Regions from separate parts of the Mus musculus genome. Here all the other regions are linked to region 4. The links are chromatin contacts, called in public HiChIP or PLAC-seq and promoter capture Hi-C maps. All regions are on one chromosome and are shown on one strand. The core of a region is the stretch at or near the end of the contact, and the rest is flanking DNA. Distances in the headings are between cores, read along the strand shown. Region 1 has its middle 38 kb from the start of Gm33958. Region 2 holds the start of Tbc1d7 (TBC1 domain family, member 7). Region 3 has its middle 61 kb from the start of Gm29676. Region 4 holds the start of Cd83 (CD83 antigen). Region 5 has its middle 18 kb from the start of 1700029N11Rik.

Region 1 (2,700 bases), core at 26-2,525, 580 kb before region 4:
TTTACCATTATCTGCTCCTGGGTGTCCATTGTCAGCCCACATTGGATCCCATGAGTGAGAGGCCAGCTTTCACCAAACTGAAAGACAAAGCAGCCACAAGAAAGGCCTTCCTAGTAGCCCCACCCCACCCACATCAGGAGGTCCTGTTCAGCAGGCACAATGGACTCTGCAGCTCTAATGCCTCGTTTGCCTTAAGCAGACACAGGAATTTGCAAATTTTGAAACCAAATTCAATTAACACCCTCCCCTTTGAGGGTATTTCTTTTTTCTTTTCTTTTTTTTTTTCTTTTCTTTTTTGCCCTTCCAAAGTCGTTCACCCCATTTACTTGTGGCAGGTTCTCAGACACAGGCCATCCGGAGTACTGCCCTCACCCTGTGCTTCTTTCTCTGTAGTGAACTAAGAGGTGAAAGGAAGCCCTTTCCAGTCTGGATATTCACAGGAAAGGGCCGAGTTATCCTCCGGAACGCCAGAAGACCTGATCTGACCCCAAACTGTGCCGTGAGAGGAAACAGATGGGAAAAGAAAAGATGGACTTTCAAAAAGAAATCCTTTCTTATGTCAAGAGGATTCTGTAGAGAGCTGTCCCCCCCATCCCCACCCCCCAGTCCCAAGAATGAGGGGTTTCCAGGAAAGCCCTGTGCAGCTGACTAGCCAGCCCTAGCAAACTGGTAGAGTTGCAACAGACTGCATGATGGGGCGTATTACAGTCATCCATCGGTTTTGAAGACGTACTTGGAAATGGTGGTGAGCCAAGCCTTCCCTCTCACTGTTGCTTTCCCCTCCAGAGGTCTCGCTCCGTGTTCATAAACTATTTTAATTCTTCACGTTCACCAAACTTCTGATGAGGCGAAACAGCCAGGTCTTTACGACTGAGTCCTGGTTCCCATCAGCCTGCACCTGATGGGAGAGACAAGCATTCGCGGTTGCTTGTTTTTACAGCAGGGTAGAACTGGCTCAAATGTAAAGCAGATCGGACTGTCCTCAGACAGGGTCACAAGGCTGGATTCAGAGTCTAATAAAAATAGGGGTGAGGGAGTCTTTCAAAGGCCTGGGGAGCATATACATGAGTGAATGTATGTATACATGGGTGTGCTATTTTAATGTTGCTGTTGCAACAAGTGATGCGGTAACTTTAGAGATTTCCTGGGTTCCCTGTGTGTGTGTGTGTGTGTGTTCAATTCAAAAACTAAGCTTTTCTCCGCAGGACAGGAGGTGACTAGAGTTGAGAGTGAAAACTGCTTCCAGCCTGGGTGGCTGGGATCTTTGCCCTGAGAAGTGCAGTGACTGGTTGATAATCCAGTGACGCTCTTGTCGTGATGTGTACCCAGAGGCTGTAGACTGACGGAGGTGGTGGCTTGTGTGCAGGAGATGGTTCAGTTGGTACAGTGCTTGCTCCAGCAATGGCATAAAACAGCCAGGATGACACCATAAGCCTGTAATCCCAGAGATGGGGGAGGTGGGAACAGAAGAACTCCTGGGGTTCAGTAGCCAGCCAATCTGCTTAAGCCAGGGAGTTTCACATTTAGTGAGAGACCCTGTTTCAGAAAATAAGACGGAGAAGAATTGAGGAAGGTCCCTGATGCTGACCTTTGACCTCCATAGTCATACCAACACACACACACACACACACACACACACACACACAGAGACAGAAAGACACACACAGAGAGACAGAGACAGAGAGAGACAGAGACACAGAGACAGAAAGACACACAGAGAGAGGCAGAGACAGAGACACAGAGAGACAGGGAGACAGACGCACAGAGAGAGACAGAGGGACAAGAGAGACAGAGACACAGAGACACATACACTCAGAGACAGAGAGAGACACAGAGAAATAGAGATAGAAACACACACACACACAGACACACACACACACACACACACAGAGGTATAGAATTCAGATTCTTCATGATAGAAGTTTGGGCTTTTGTTTTGTCCCCTGTGCCACGGACTGTCAGTTACACACAGTTTTAAATATGAAAGGCAACTGCCAACTCTGCAGGTTAAGTAAAACCCTCGGAGGTAATAACATGCTGTATAAAAGTATCACATGCTGGTAGGATCTATTCACGAGATACCCATGCTAGAATCTTCTCTCTCTGCAGGCTTGTCTTCCTCTCTCTTCTTCTCAAAGGCTTACTCACTCTATGCTTGTACACGACGACGACCGTTCTCCCCTCTCCGCTCTCGGAGATCTTATTTTGAGCAGCCTCACTGGAGCTGTGTTAAGTAGGCCAACTTTCAAGATCCGCAGCGTCTGTCCTGATCAAAGGGGAGGGTGATTCGCTGATGTTGGCAAAGGGATTATTTCATAGGAAATCCTCACCGTGTCAGTGTGACACGCATTTGGGAAAAAGAAGGCTAGAAGTCACTGGTCCCCGAGCAGCTCCAGAGCTGGGAATCTTTTCCATGGGATGATTTCATTCTTCGTCTGTCCCTCCCTCATTGAAACTGACACCTGGGAAATTCCCCGGCTAATTTGTTTTGCATTGTGATTTTTTTTTCTTTTCTTTTTTTTTTTTTTTTTTTTTTTTTGCCACCATACTGCTCATTAGGAGCCTGGCCTGCAGGTTTATCCCTGTAGCACGACTCCTCTCTGTCTTTCTGATCCATACCTGCTGAATCCTCCATTTCAACAAGGCATAGGTGAATTTGCTTTGCCCCAGGACTGGGCAAGTTGAAAATATTTAAGATTT
Region 2 (2,700 bases), core at 147-2,646, 610 kb after region 4:
GTCAGGACAGGAACTCAAATAGGGTAGGAACCCAGAGGTAGGAGCTGGTGCGGAGGCCATGGAGGGATGCTGCTTACTGCCTTGCTCCCCATGACTTGCTCAGCCTGCTTTCTTACAGAACCCGGGGCCACCACAATAGGCTGGACCCTCCATCAATCACTAATTAAGAAAAAGCTGGGTCTCATGGAGGTGTCTTCTCATTTGAGGCTTCCTCCTTTCAGTCACTCTAGCTTGTGTCAGGTTGAGGTAAGATTAGCCAGCTCAGCATGTGACTTCACCACTAGCTGCACTCACTCACAGCCTTAAAAATCCCTAACTCTCCGGCCCAGGTACTGCTTTCTCTGCAGTAATTTCCCAACACTCATGGGGACAGCGCCTCACTGCGGCCGTGTTACCTCCTTGGCTTGTTACTGTGATAAAAATACTTGAAGAGACCTCGGGAGGAAGGGCTTACAATGTGAGTGAGCCAGATTGGCACTAACAATCCAAAAAACGAATCAGTAGTCCGTCCCAGACAGCTATATCTTCCTAATAGTTCCCTAATTCAGTCCTTGCTTCCAACTCAGTGCCACCTGGGGATGGACAAAGAACATGCTCTCCGTGACAAATCACACAGGATGCCCCAGTTCTGTCCAGCGGCTCGCAGCTTCCCCAAGCAAGCAGCCTTAACTGACTGCGCGCTTGGCATTCTAGGTCTGAGTAGCTGCCAAAAGGCAAATGGCAGCAACTGCCCCTTTGCACAGTAAACGATGAACAAATGGTTTTGCTTATCCCTCCTTGATCATTGGGGGACCAATAAGTTTTTGTTTTTAAGTTTTAAATATTTGTGTATAAAGGTTTTGTCTGCGTGCATGAGCACCATGCGCGTGCCCCGTACTGGCAGAAATCAGAAGGGGTAGTTTGGAATTCCTGCAACTGGAGTTATTGATGGTTGTGAATCACCACGTGAGTGCTGGGATTTGAACCCGGGTTCTGTACAAAAGCCGTAAGTGCTCTTAATTGTCGAGCTATCTCTCCTGCCCATCACTCAGTTTTTAATAGCTGAGGACTTAACTGATTTGCTTTCTCATGGTCACTTGGAACGTTTGGAAGAAGAAGTGCAGCCCAATCGATTAGCAAAGGCTCGTTTCCGATTTTCCACCGGGCGAGGTGGAAGAAACACCGCCTGAGGGATCCCGGTTTCCACGGGGCAGAAGAGTGCCCTAAGCAAGCACTCTGAACGAAGGGGAGACGATCACCAGGGTTTCGGGATCGAGGTGAGAGGGACAGACGTGGATACTCAAGGGCGCACAGACTCGGCCGCTACCACCTCTCAGGGCTTCAGCTTCACCCGGTTAACATCCACGTGTGGGTGGGACTCCCAGCAGATGTCCTCTGCGCACGCGCATCCGGGGCGACGTCACGTCCGGCGGCGGGAGTTAGAGGCGGAGAGGGCCGGGCCGGGTGTCTCATGGCATCGCTCCCCTCGCTCGCTCGGCCCTGACGCTTATGGTTCCGTCTGCCTGCCGGTAGCACAGCGTTGCCGGGCCGGTTCTCCGCCGCCTCCCGGATCTCTGAGTCTGAGCCGGGTGTGTTTGCTCTACTCGAGGTGAAGCGTGCATACCGGGAGAGCGGGGCCTGGGGCTTCACTGGGTTGTGGGCACCTTTCCCGCAGGTGGAGTCACCTGGGCAAGATTTGACAGCGCATCTTTCAGGGCGACTCCTGTGCCATCACAGTGCAGTCCCAGGAATGCTGTCGATAGACGACAGGGGCAGCGAATGCTTAAAAATACAAAAACCAAAAGAGCCCTCAAACTACAGATTGCATTTTAATCTTTGGGTTTTTTTTTTTTAACAGCTATGAAGAGGCCGTGGAACTCTTTAAAGGCAATTCTAAATTCTAAATAGCTTTTTTCAAAAATGAATTGCAATCTTCCCCATAACAGAAGCTGTTCAGATATCTAACTCCCAACAAGAAGTCCAAACTCCCCTGGTTATCTGGGGACGTCTCGGGGGCTTTTAGTAGCTGAGGACTTTATTCTTTGGAAGAATGTTTGCATCTTTAGTGCCTAGTCACTAAACCTAGTTTGATCTTTTCTTTTGGTTTACCATTAATATCACAAAGACTGTTCTGAAAGAATTATGTATTCTCTGAGATGATTTGAGTGCTCTTGCCAGATTTTTAGCCGTCTTCTGGTTATACTTTAATGCTTTTTCTCTGTTGGAGTTTTGTATTTTGATAATACAAAACTTGGTAGAATTGTGTTTATAGGAAGAAAAATAAGGGCAGGACTTAGGGCTTCCCTCCACCCCCTTCTAATTTCTCCAAATGCCTATTTTCGAGAGGACAGCTAAGCAAAACAAAACAAAAACCAAACCAAAACAAACAAACAAACAAAAAAGGAAATTAAGGTCACCTAGAATTTTACTAACTGAATAACTTGTTAATATTTTGGATGTCTCCTCTTATTTTAAAACATACCTATCTTGGACCAGAAGCCGTGGTCCACACCTTTTACCCCCCGCACCTAGGAGGCAGAGAGTTTGAGGCCAGCCTGGGCTACTTAGTGAGACCTTAGTTGTAAAACTGGAAGCAGAATTAGTACACACCACTGGTTAGCCCCATTTATATAACATATCCTGCCAGCTTTTCTAATTCATCTTATTTGTTCATTTGTATTTTGTTCATTCATGAGAACAAGGTATTTCATTGTGCCAGGG
Region 3 (2,700 bases), core at 74-2,573, 540 kb before region 4:
TGCTCAAGAGGGGACTATTATGAAGAGTTATCAGTTTAGAAGCTGTGGAGCAGAGGACCATGGGGTTCAAAGCTTGTTTGTGACTGGGAACCACAGTATGGGTACTTGCTTTTGCAAAGTACAGTAGGCTGGAGGAGCAACGCTTCTTCTCCCCGACTTCCAAAGGCTTGACCTCTTGAAGCAAAGGGAGAGAATCCTTTGCCTTTCCCCAGACTTTGGTGTTTTCAGATTGTGATGGCCAGTTCTTTATTGACAACTTGATTAGATTTAAGAGTGTCCACAGCATAAGAGAGGCACACCCTTGTTGTTGTCTATGAGGTTATTTCCAAAGATTATTAACTGATCAGGGAAGACCTACCCTGAAGGGCTGGTGCATGCATGTGTGTGTGTGTGTGTGTGTGTGTGTGTGTGTGTGTGCATGCACATGCGTGTGTAAGTATATGTGTATGCCAGACTGAATATAAGATGAAGAAGGAGGAAGCAATTTGAGGACCAGCATTTACGTTTCTCTGCCCCCTGACTGGAGAGGCCATGCCGATCAGTTGTCTCCCACGTTCCCCCTTCCATCCATGGCTCCAGCATTATGAACCAGCTGTATCTTCTAAAACCATAAGTCAAAATAAATCCTTTCTCCCATAGGCTCCTTTTGTTAGCTAAAGTAATGGATGCACTGGCATTCCTTGGGTTGTAGATGCATCTTTCCAATGTCTATCTCCATGGTTCTCTTCCTGGTGTCCTTCTCTCTCTCTCTCTCTGCTTTTTTCCAGTCATATCGGATGTTGGCTCTTCCCTGATCAAATAGAGCCTTATCTTAACCGATTACATGTGCAATGGCTTCCTTTCTAATTGAGTCACATTTGTAGGAACTGGGGCTTAAGACTTCAATGCAGCTTTTGTTTGGGGGTGGGGGGTGGGGGTGCAATTCAGTCCATGACCCATGATGTCACCCGGACCCTCATCCCCCACATGGAGGTCTGTAATCAAGGGCTTCTGGATTCACTCACGTCCCAATCACAGCCAACACATGGCCCATGAGTAAACAGGGCTCCACGGGAGAACCCTGGTGACTCACAGTGCCACTATCAGTCAGCATGAAGGGTAATTAGCAAGGGATTGTCATCTAGAATAAAGCCACCCGGTTCCTCTGTAAAAATGTGTCAGAGGGTATTTAGAACCATCATGGTCAGCCCACTGCTACACACTGCAAATTACACACGTCTTTTTGGTGTGTGTGTATGCGTCTTATTCATAGTTCTTCCTGTGCTCCATTTGCGAGGGCGGTTGCTCACCCACTCTCATTTCAGCACCGGCCTTGCGTGCTTCAAAAGCTCCCGATGTCCCGAACACCCATACATCTTCCTGTCACCCTGGTTAGTCATCTGCTATCACTTTTCTTTCGTTTTGCTCACGTAAGAAGTCATGTTTTTGCTCAGGAGAAAGTGCCATGAGAAAACGTTCGTTCTGATCATTTGGCGACTCATTCCACTCCTTTCTGATGTTTGTAGATGTGAGAGGGAAATCCCTTTTGAGAAGAACCTTAATGAAGGTCCCAGGGGAGGTGGGGTGAAGGAGTGCAGTCAGAAAGTGCTCACACCATCCTGCCGCATTTAGCCATCAACCAGGGAGTACGTATGGCTCCAGCTGCAAATGTAGCAGACGATGGCCTTGTCAGGCATCAAGGGGAGGAGAGGTCCCTGGTCCTATGAAGGCTGGATAGATGCCCCAGTATAGGGGAATGGAGGGCAGGGAGGTGGGAGTGGGTGGGTGAGTGGAGAAACACCCCCATAGAAGCAGAGGGAGGGAGGATGGGAGAGGGGGTTTACAGGAAGGGAGGGGAAACTGGGAAAGGGGATAACATTTGAAATGTAAATTAAAAAAATCCAATAATTTCTTTTCTAGAGAAGGATATCATGGTTCTAATGCCCCCTGGGATCACAGAAGCTGGTCTCCTTCTAAGAGAATGCTTTTTAGTGACATCACTGTCCTCCCCGCTTCTGCTGGCGTTGTTCTGCATAAACCACAACAAGTCAGACATCAGATGAGCATTCGGCTCTATTCCTTTATGAATCCAGGCCTCAGACTGAGTCTGTTATAGCTGAAATGAAGCTGAGTTTATTCAGTTGAGTACCAAGTCCCTCCAAGGAGTGGGAGGGGTAAGTTACATCCCTTTAAAAACTCTTTGTTGGAGTGCTAACTTCTGGCACCTCAGAAGGCGACACTGCTTAAAATGAGGGCATATGGGTGATCCATCCCTAAGTCAGTCTAGTATCCATATAGAAAGAGATTAGGGCATAGACCTGTGTCAAAAGAAGATAACTTGATGATTTGGGGGAAAGATTGTCATATACAAACCAAGGAGAGATTCCAGGGATGCCTTGTCAATTCCTTGATCTTGGACTGGATTCCAAAGCTATGAGGAATATATTTTTTTTAAACATTAAGCCTCGTAGCTTGTGATATTCACTACTGCAATGCTAACTGTTGCATGCAGAGCGAGGAGGGTTGAAAGTAGCCTTTTGAAAGATGCCATACTTCCTGTTTTTAGCTTCTTTTCTCATTGTTGTAAGGAAAAAAAAAACACCTAAAGAACAGCATAAAGGTGGAAAAGATGTGTTATGACTGTTGGTTTCAGAAGTTTTGGTCCCATGTGATTGGGCAGAATATCCTGGTGTCCAGAGCAAGTGGCAAAGGACAGCAGCT
Region 4 (2,700 bases), core at 169-2,668:
GTATTTCAAACCTTCGGACTTTGTGTGTGTTGGGCAAGCCTTGCACCGCTGAGCTGCCACCCTCCTTCCCCCCAGGCCAGACAAGTGGCTAAAGTGGGTAAACACACCACCACACACATACACATACACACACACACTTCCCATTCTGCCTCGCACGTTTAAACTTCTCATAACATCATTCTTTGTGGGAAGAAGGCAGTCCCGTGTTTCTTGAAAACTGAGAGCATACAGAGGCTTCCTCCTCAGAGCCACCCCCGGGGGGGATTTAATTCATGTTGCCTTCAGATGGAGGTGGCCTCTCTCAGAACCTCGCTGAAAGCCGAGGTGCAAAGGAACCTCGCTGAAAGCCGAGGTGCAAAGGCCGGCTCTATTAAATTACAGCAGCTGGGCTTTAAAATACCAGAGGAATTACAATGTTGGAGTCTGAGGGCTCTCACTGAAAGGAAACCTTTCAAATGTCTTGCTGCGTGCAACTCAATTTCCCACCACAGAAGCAGAGATGCGGTCTCTCCTGTTTGGGCCTCGGGCTCCAGCACATTTCTAAGGAAATCTTCATTCTTGGCCAGACCCGACCCCTCAGAGGCTTCCATGAAGAAGCAAGGTGGCAGACGAGCCAATAGCGAGCCTTAGCTGAAAAGAGATGATCGCTCCTAACTACCTCTTGTGGCCAGCCTAAGCCACCTGAGACCCTCTTTGAGATGGTGCCATGGTCACAAGGCACAAGAAATCAGGAGTCTAGGGACATGCTCCCGGTCCCATGCCCAAATCTAGGCCCATGTTGCTTTCACTGCAGCTCTCTGGCTGCACCCACAGGTGCCCTGTAACATGGATCCAATCCCTTGGAAACCTCTGGTGGGATCATTCACGCCAAGCCGCTTTTGATCATGATCTGTATCCTAACATAAGGGAGCGTGGGCCATGGATGCGGATGAAGGGAGGTGGGAGAAAATGGGGTATCAGAATGGTTGGAGTGCCCAATCCAGGGCCCCTGGAGACCCGGTCTCTCACGTGCCTGTTTCCACTGTCCCTGCAAGGGACCGCGCAAACCCCAGTGGAGCTTACCTTGGCCCAGGACACTGCATAGGAGAGCTGCGGGTCCCAGGGCGCTGTGCAAGGCAAGTCGGCGGTCTCGGAGCAAGCCACCGTCACCTCCCGCATCGCCATCGCGGGTGCCAGGCTGCAGGCTACAAGAGAGAGGGGGGAGAAACAGAGCGGCGTAAGCAAGGCCACCGAGGCGGGGTCGCGGGTAGCACCGAGCGATCGGGCTTGGGGGCCGTACCGCAGCCTAGAAACAGGAGCTGGAGGCCTTGCGACATGGCTGGAGCGCTGCGACACTGTCCGGGCCGGCCCCCTGGGCGCGCGCCGTGCTCTTGTACCCGCGCTTGGGACTTCCCCGCGCGCCGGCCCCGGGGACTCCCCAGTCGGAGGAGGCGGGTAGCCTGGTCCCCGCCCCGCGCGCGTCCCCAAGTCCGCGTTGCTGCTGCGGCTGGCCAGCGGCAACAAGCAGCTCCGCGGAACCGCCCCGCGCCCTGAGGCTTCGGAAGCCGCGATGGCACGCGCCACCCCAGCTAGATGACCCTCAAACCCATCGAGTGGGTCATGCAGATTCAGATAGGGTGGGCAGCTTCCTCTGAAACCCAGGGCTGTGGCGACCTGCTACTCTCCAGATTTTGTGATAGGGACAGACACCCTAGGCTTCCTGAGAAGTGGCAAACGCCTGCAGTCCTTGGCTTGCTGCCTTCTTTCGGGTTATCGCTCGGCCTTGTTTACGTTGTTTGAGCAAGGGAGATCTTTTTATACTAAAGCATTAATTACACACATGCTCATAAGTCTTTTAGAAAACAATGTCTAAAAGAATCTTGAGTCCATCTGCTTTGCATCTGCTCCCCAAGGCTCAGGGACCAGGGGGAAGACAGGACAGAAAGATTTTAAGTGCCAGAGATCTGGAAGGAGAACGGTGTCTGCTGGACATGACTCTGAAGTCACAGGAGCAGTGATGATTTTCACATGCTCAAGGCAGGCAACCTTTCAGCATACTGGGGGAAGGGATTCACAATTGCCCACCCCTAACTGGGGAGCTATGGATAGTTGGCGGCTATGGAGGAGGGAGACCACCCTCCCCCCACAGGTCAATCATTCTCCAGTGGACGCCCACATCCAGAAGTGTATGGCCATCTCAAATTAGATTTTTCTTTTAAATAGATCAAATCACCTCTAATTCCCAGAAGCAACCCCACTTAACATTTTGGTGTACTGACTATTCTATGTCTGTACCCTTATACAGCATTCTAATACTGTTCCCTTCCCATTATCTTTTTCATCCTGTGTTAGCTTAGTTTAACAGTTTACGAGCAGTTTCACAATACTAAAAATAGTTTCAGCAACTGCTTGGTGGCTGTGCCATATTCCATTGGGCCACAAATTAGAGCCCATTAGGTAGTGTTGGGCACTTGGATGGCTTTTTTACTTTATTATTTTTTCCTTCAGATATGAAGGCATTTTGTTTTTACCAAGTCCACCCCCCACCTCCCCAACTCCAACTCCTCCCAGATCCCTCCCTCCATCTCCCTCCCAAGTTCATGTTCTCTCTCAATCTCTCATATATATTACATATATACATATATATACACATATGCATATGCAAATATACATATATACATCATATAATCATTATACATCATATATACATCATATGCACGT
Region 5 (2,700 bases), core at 15-2,514, 640 kb before region 4:
GCTTCATTTCATCAGTTTAATAAGTCACACCTCTTGTACAGTCAAACTGTAGTCACTATGAGCATGCCTGGTATTTAGACCTGATGAAGTTCAGGGCCCTAAAGGGTTCCCTGTATATTTACAAAGTCCTCAGTGAATGGCTGTTTCCACCAGCTTATCCTGAGAGGACCCTGTCATTGATACTGGCTCTGTGGACCAGCTCCTGTGACTGCTTTGTTCTCTCTTTCCGTTTACCATGGAATTTCCAGGCCATGTCCTCCCTTGGAATTCTTTCACCCCAGCAGTAGATTTACCCAAGGGTGTAAATTTGCCTGTAAGTACTGTTTTACCTCCAGCAGACTCTTGTGTTTCCTTTTCCTATTTGTTCACAGACGATTCTCCATCATCTTTCCCTCCCTGAGTCCATGCCCACCCACCCACTCTTCAGGGCCCAATGTGGTTGACAATAGAGAACATTCCTTTTTTTCTTTTTTTTAAACAAGAAAGACCATCTCAATGACAACATTTAATCTGCAAGCAAATCACATGCTGGACCTTTCTCAGAACCAAAAGGGATGGGCTGTCTAACAGACATCTTTGTCCTCCCAGTCTTAGTACATTTCCAGGTGCACACGCATTCATATCTTCCCAGCAAGTTGGTGACTGGAGGGCTGGCTGAGGCAGACTGTCAGCCCTTGTCAGCCGCATTACAGTGATTTCTGGCCTTGCTGCCCTCAGATCTACCCTTGGACCATTCCATCCATGCATGCATCTCATGACTCCCTGCTGCTCCCACACGGCTCCTCGTGTCACAGAGCAAAGACAAGGGCTCTTTCTTATGGGGCCTTCTCCTCTCAATTCTTGTGGTTCTTTCCTGATTTACACTCAGAATGACAACCCCGGTATGCATCATGCCTTAGGATGGGTCATGCCATCTCAAAGGCCTATTATGAGCTGACCTTGTTGAGAAGTGGGGGTGGGGGGGGTGGGGGGGGAGGGAAGAAATGAGAGAGAGAAAGAGAGAGAGAGAGAGAGAGAGAGAGAGAGAGAGAGAGAGAGAGAGAGAGAGAGAGAGAGAAGCTATTGTGAGGGCTAAAAACATGCGGTGGAAAGATAGTAACAGGGAAACAGGGAAGGCTTTTTGGCCACCGGGTAGGTTCTTTGGCATCCTGGTTGTGTCTTCTTTAGAGGAAGAAAGTGTCTCCCAGAACACAGCTTGGAACTATGTTACACTGTGTCTGTGGTTCTTTGCCAAGAATCTGATGTCTCCTCCAAATAGCTCATCGCTGCCTCTCCCTGAAGCAGAGTAGGTGGATACCTCAGTTCTTTCTGTGAGAAGAGGGGGAGGGGCTGGCTGATTAGTGTCAACATTCTTCATTTATGACTTCAGGTTTCTTCATGGGTGGGTGTGATGAGAACAGTTAGGTGTCATTACAGGCACAGTGGTACTGGGGCTAAGGCTATGTCTCTGATATCTCATGGATGATGGTTCCGAGTTGCTGTCTCTTAGCTTCAGCAAGCACTGATATTAAAAGAGGTGATATATTTTTTTTATTTTTATTGATTTTAATTTTTATTTTTGAGACTGGCTCTCACGCATCTCAGGATGGCCTAGAACTCTATCTGTAGCTAATAATGACCTTACACTTCTGGTCTTCCTGCCTCCTAACTGCATCCCCCCCCCCCAACACACACACCCTCAGCGCTTTTCCAAGTCAGACTCTAGAACCATCTGTGCTTTTCCAGAAGCATCCATGCCAAGCAATTATTGGCATTACTAAAGTGAGGCCTTCATACTGCTTCTAATGCCAAAGTCAGTGATAGCAAAACGAAGCTCTCATGAGTCGTTTAAGGATGGGGGCGACGTCTTGAGACATGTTTTGTTACATTTCATCCTTGTGGGCACATCACATCACCCTTATGCAAATTAAGACGGCTGCGGTGTTGCTTCTTGGCCTTAAAAACATTGTGTGTGTGTGTGTGTGTGTGTGTGTGTGTGTGTGTGTGTGTGTGTTGTCAGAGGACAATTCTTGGGAGTCAGTTCTCTCTGCTACAGTCACCTTGTGGAATCTGGGAAATGAACTCAAGGTTTTCAGGCCTGTGTACAAGTGCCTCTCAGTGGCCTTCCAACCATTCTGGCTGAGATCAAACAAAGATGGTGACGACGGCATCACTAGGCAACATAATCTTATGGGTCCAGTCTTCTATGCTCAGCCCACCATCGACTTCATTGTGAAGGCCAGAGCACATAGTTCAATTTTAAGTCTGTTCTGTCTATGCTCGGGGCTGGGACCACTGTGTAGTCATTTGTAAACTGGCCCGAGGTGCATGCACGTTAGCGGGACCCCTCTCCTGTCCTGGGCTTAGGGCTCCCACTTGTCTTTGTGTTACTGTGATGGGAAAACACCAGCAAGTGCCAGCTTGGCTGGAGGGCTGGTCAGTAAGTGTTAAAACAGCCTCTTCTGTTTCCACCTCATTCCCTTATGAACTTGCTACCTAGGGACACTTATAAAATGCAACCAATGCCTCGTTAATTTTAAATGAATCTCCCCATGTAACCACTCATCTCTGACGGCCACAATTAACCTGTACTCCACCCTCCCTTCTAGGTTTGGCTGGCTGAATCGGCCCTTGCCCCCCCCCTTCCCCCCCTTGACTTGCACCCGGAGTTCTGAGTTTCTGTAAAACTCCAGGAGGGATTCTCAAGCTTAGAGCCCCTTC

What was found. Promoter capture Hi-C pulls out the DNA fragments that hold promoters and counts their contacts. HiChIP or PLAC-seq counts read pairs in DNA pulled down with a chosen protein or histone mark.
Region 1: an H3K27ac HiChIP or PLAC-seq map of embryonic stem cells shows a contact between it and region 4, with 3 times the contacts expected there. The contact joins the enhancer-like site here to the promoter of Cd83 in region 4. A contact is called at or near these places in 7 of 39 promoter capture datasets (the 3T3-L1 cell line, cranial neural crest, embryonic stem cells and 3 more), 2 of 115 datasets of contacts at active chromatin or transcription factors (embryonic stem cells and kidney) and 1 of 9 other capture datasets (liver).
Region 2: an H3K27ac HiChIP or PLAC-seq map of microglia shows a contact between it and region 4, with 7 times the contacts expected there. The contact joins the promoter of Tbc1d7 here to the promoter of Cd83 in region 4. A contact is called at or near these places in 4 of 39 promoter capture datasets (hippocampal neurons, pre-B cells, second pharyngeal arch cranial neural crest and 1 more), 1 of 484 Hi-C or Micro-C datasets (CD4 T cells), 5 of 115 datasets of contacts at active chromatin or transcription factors (large pre-B cells, memory CD8 T cells, microglia and 2 more) and 1 of 9 other capture datasets (embryonic stem cells).
Region 3: an H3K27ac HiChIP or PLAC-seq map of thymic regulatory T cells shows a contact between it and region 4, with 4 times the contacts expected there. The contact joins the enhancer-like site here to the promoter of Cd83 in region 4. A contact is called at or near these places in 10 of 39 promoter capture datasets (cranial neural crest, embryonic stem cells, frontonasal cranial neural crest and 5 more), 3 of 484 Hi-C or Micro-C datasets (Th1 cells, cerebellar granule neurons and nephron progenitors), 6 of 115 datasets of contacts at active chromatin or transcription factors (CD8 T cells, Th17 cells, embryonic stem cells and 2 more) and 2 of 9 other capture datasets (adipose tissue and embryonic stem cells).
Region 5: a contact with region 4 is called in a promoter capture Hi-C map of liver, with 3 times the contacts expected there. The contact joins the enhancer-like site here to the promoter of Cd83 in region 4. A contact is called at or near these places in 3 of 39 promoter capture datasets (hippocampal neurons and liver), 2 of 484 Hi-C or Micro-C datasets (both in nephron progenitors), 3 of 115 datasets of contacts at active chromatin or transcription factors (embryonic forebrain, neural tube and thymic regulatory T cells) and 2 of 9 other capture datasets (embryonic stem cells and liver).

What each region holds. Positions count from the first base shown.
Region 1 is chr13:44,360,671-44,363,370 of GRCm38.p6, reverse strand. No RefSeq gene overlaps it. Among named protein-coding and RNA genes, the nearest start is that of Gm33958, 38 kb to the left of the region's middle. Within about 2 kb of position 1,275, at least 24 of the 459 cell types and tissues checked have an H3K27ac peak or open chromatin away from gene starts, as enhancers often do. A contact at or near this core is called in embryonic stem cells, where this site is marked.
Region 2 is chr13:43,170,197-43,172,896 of GRCm38.p6, reverse strand. Tbc1d7 (TBC1 domain family, member 7) reads left to right here and starts at 1,396. Exons shown (of 8, transcript NM_001252639.1): 1 at 1,396-1,588. Gm40929 (a long non-coding RNA gene) reads right to left here and starts at 1,075. Exons shown (of 4, transcript XR_873309.3): 1 at 1,055-1,075.
Region 3 is chr13:44,319,859-44,322,558 of GRCm38.p6, reverse strand. No RefSeq gene overlaps it. Among named protein-coding and RNA genes, the nearest start is that of Gm29676, 61 kb to the right of the region's middle. Within about 2 kb of position 1,323, at least 27 of the 459 cell types and tissues checked have an H3K27ac peak or open chromatin away from gene starts, as enhancers often do. A contact at or near this core is called in CD8 T cells, Th1 cells, Th17 cells and 1 more, where this site is marked.
Region 4 is chr13:43,783,830-43,786,529 of GRCm38.p6, reverse strand. Cd83 (CD83 antigen) reads right to left here and starts at 1,418. Exons shown (of 5, transcript NM_009856.3): 1 at 1,280-1,418; 2 at 1,063-1,184. The coding sequence starts at 1,316.
Region 5 is chr13:44,420,170-44,422,869 of GRCm38.p6, reverse strand. No RefSeq gene overlaps it. Among named protein-coding and RNA genes, the nearest start is that of 1700029N11Rik, 18 kb to the left of the region's middle. Within about 2 kb of position 1,264, at least 89 of the 459 cell types and tissues checked have an H3K27ac peak or open chromatin away from gene starts, as enhancers often do. A contact at or near this core is called in hippocampal neurons and liver, where this site is marked.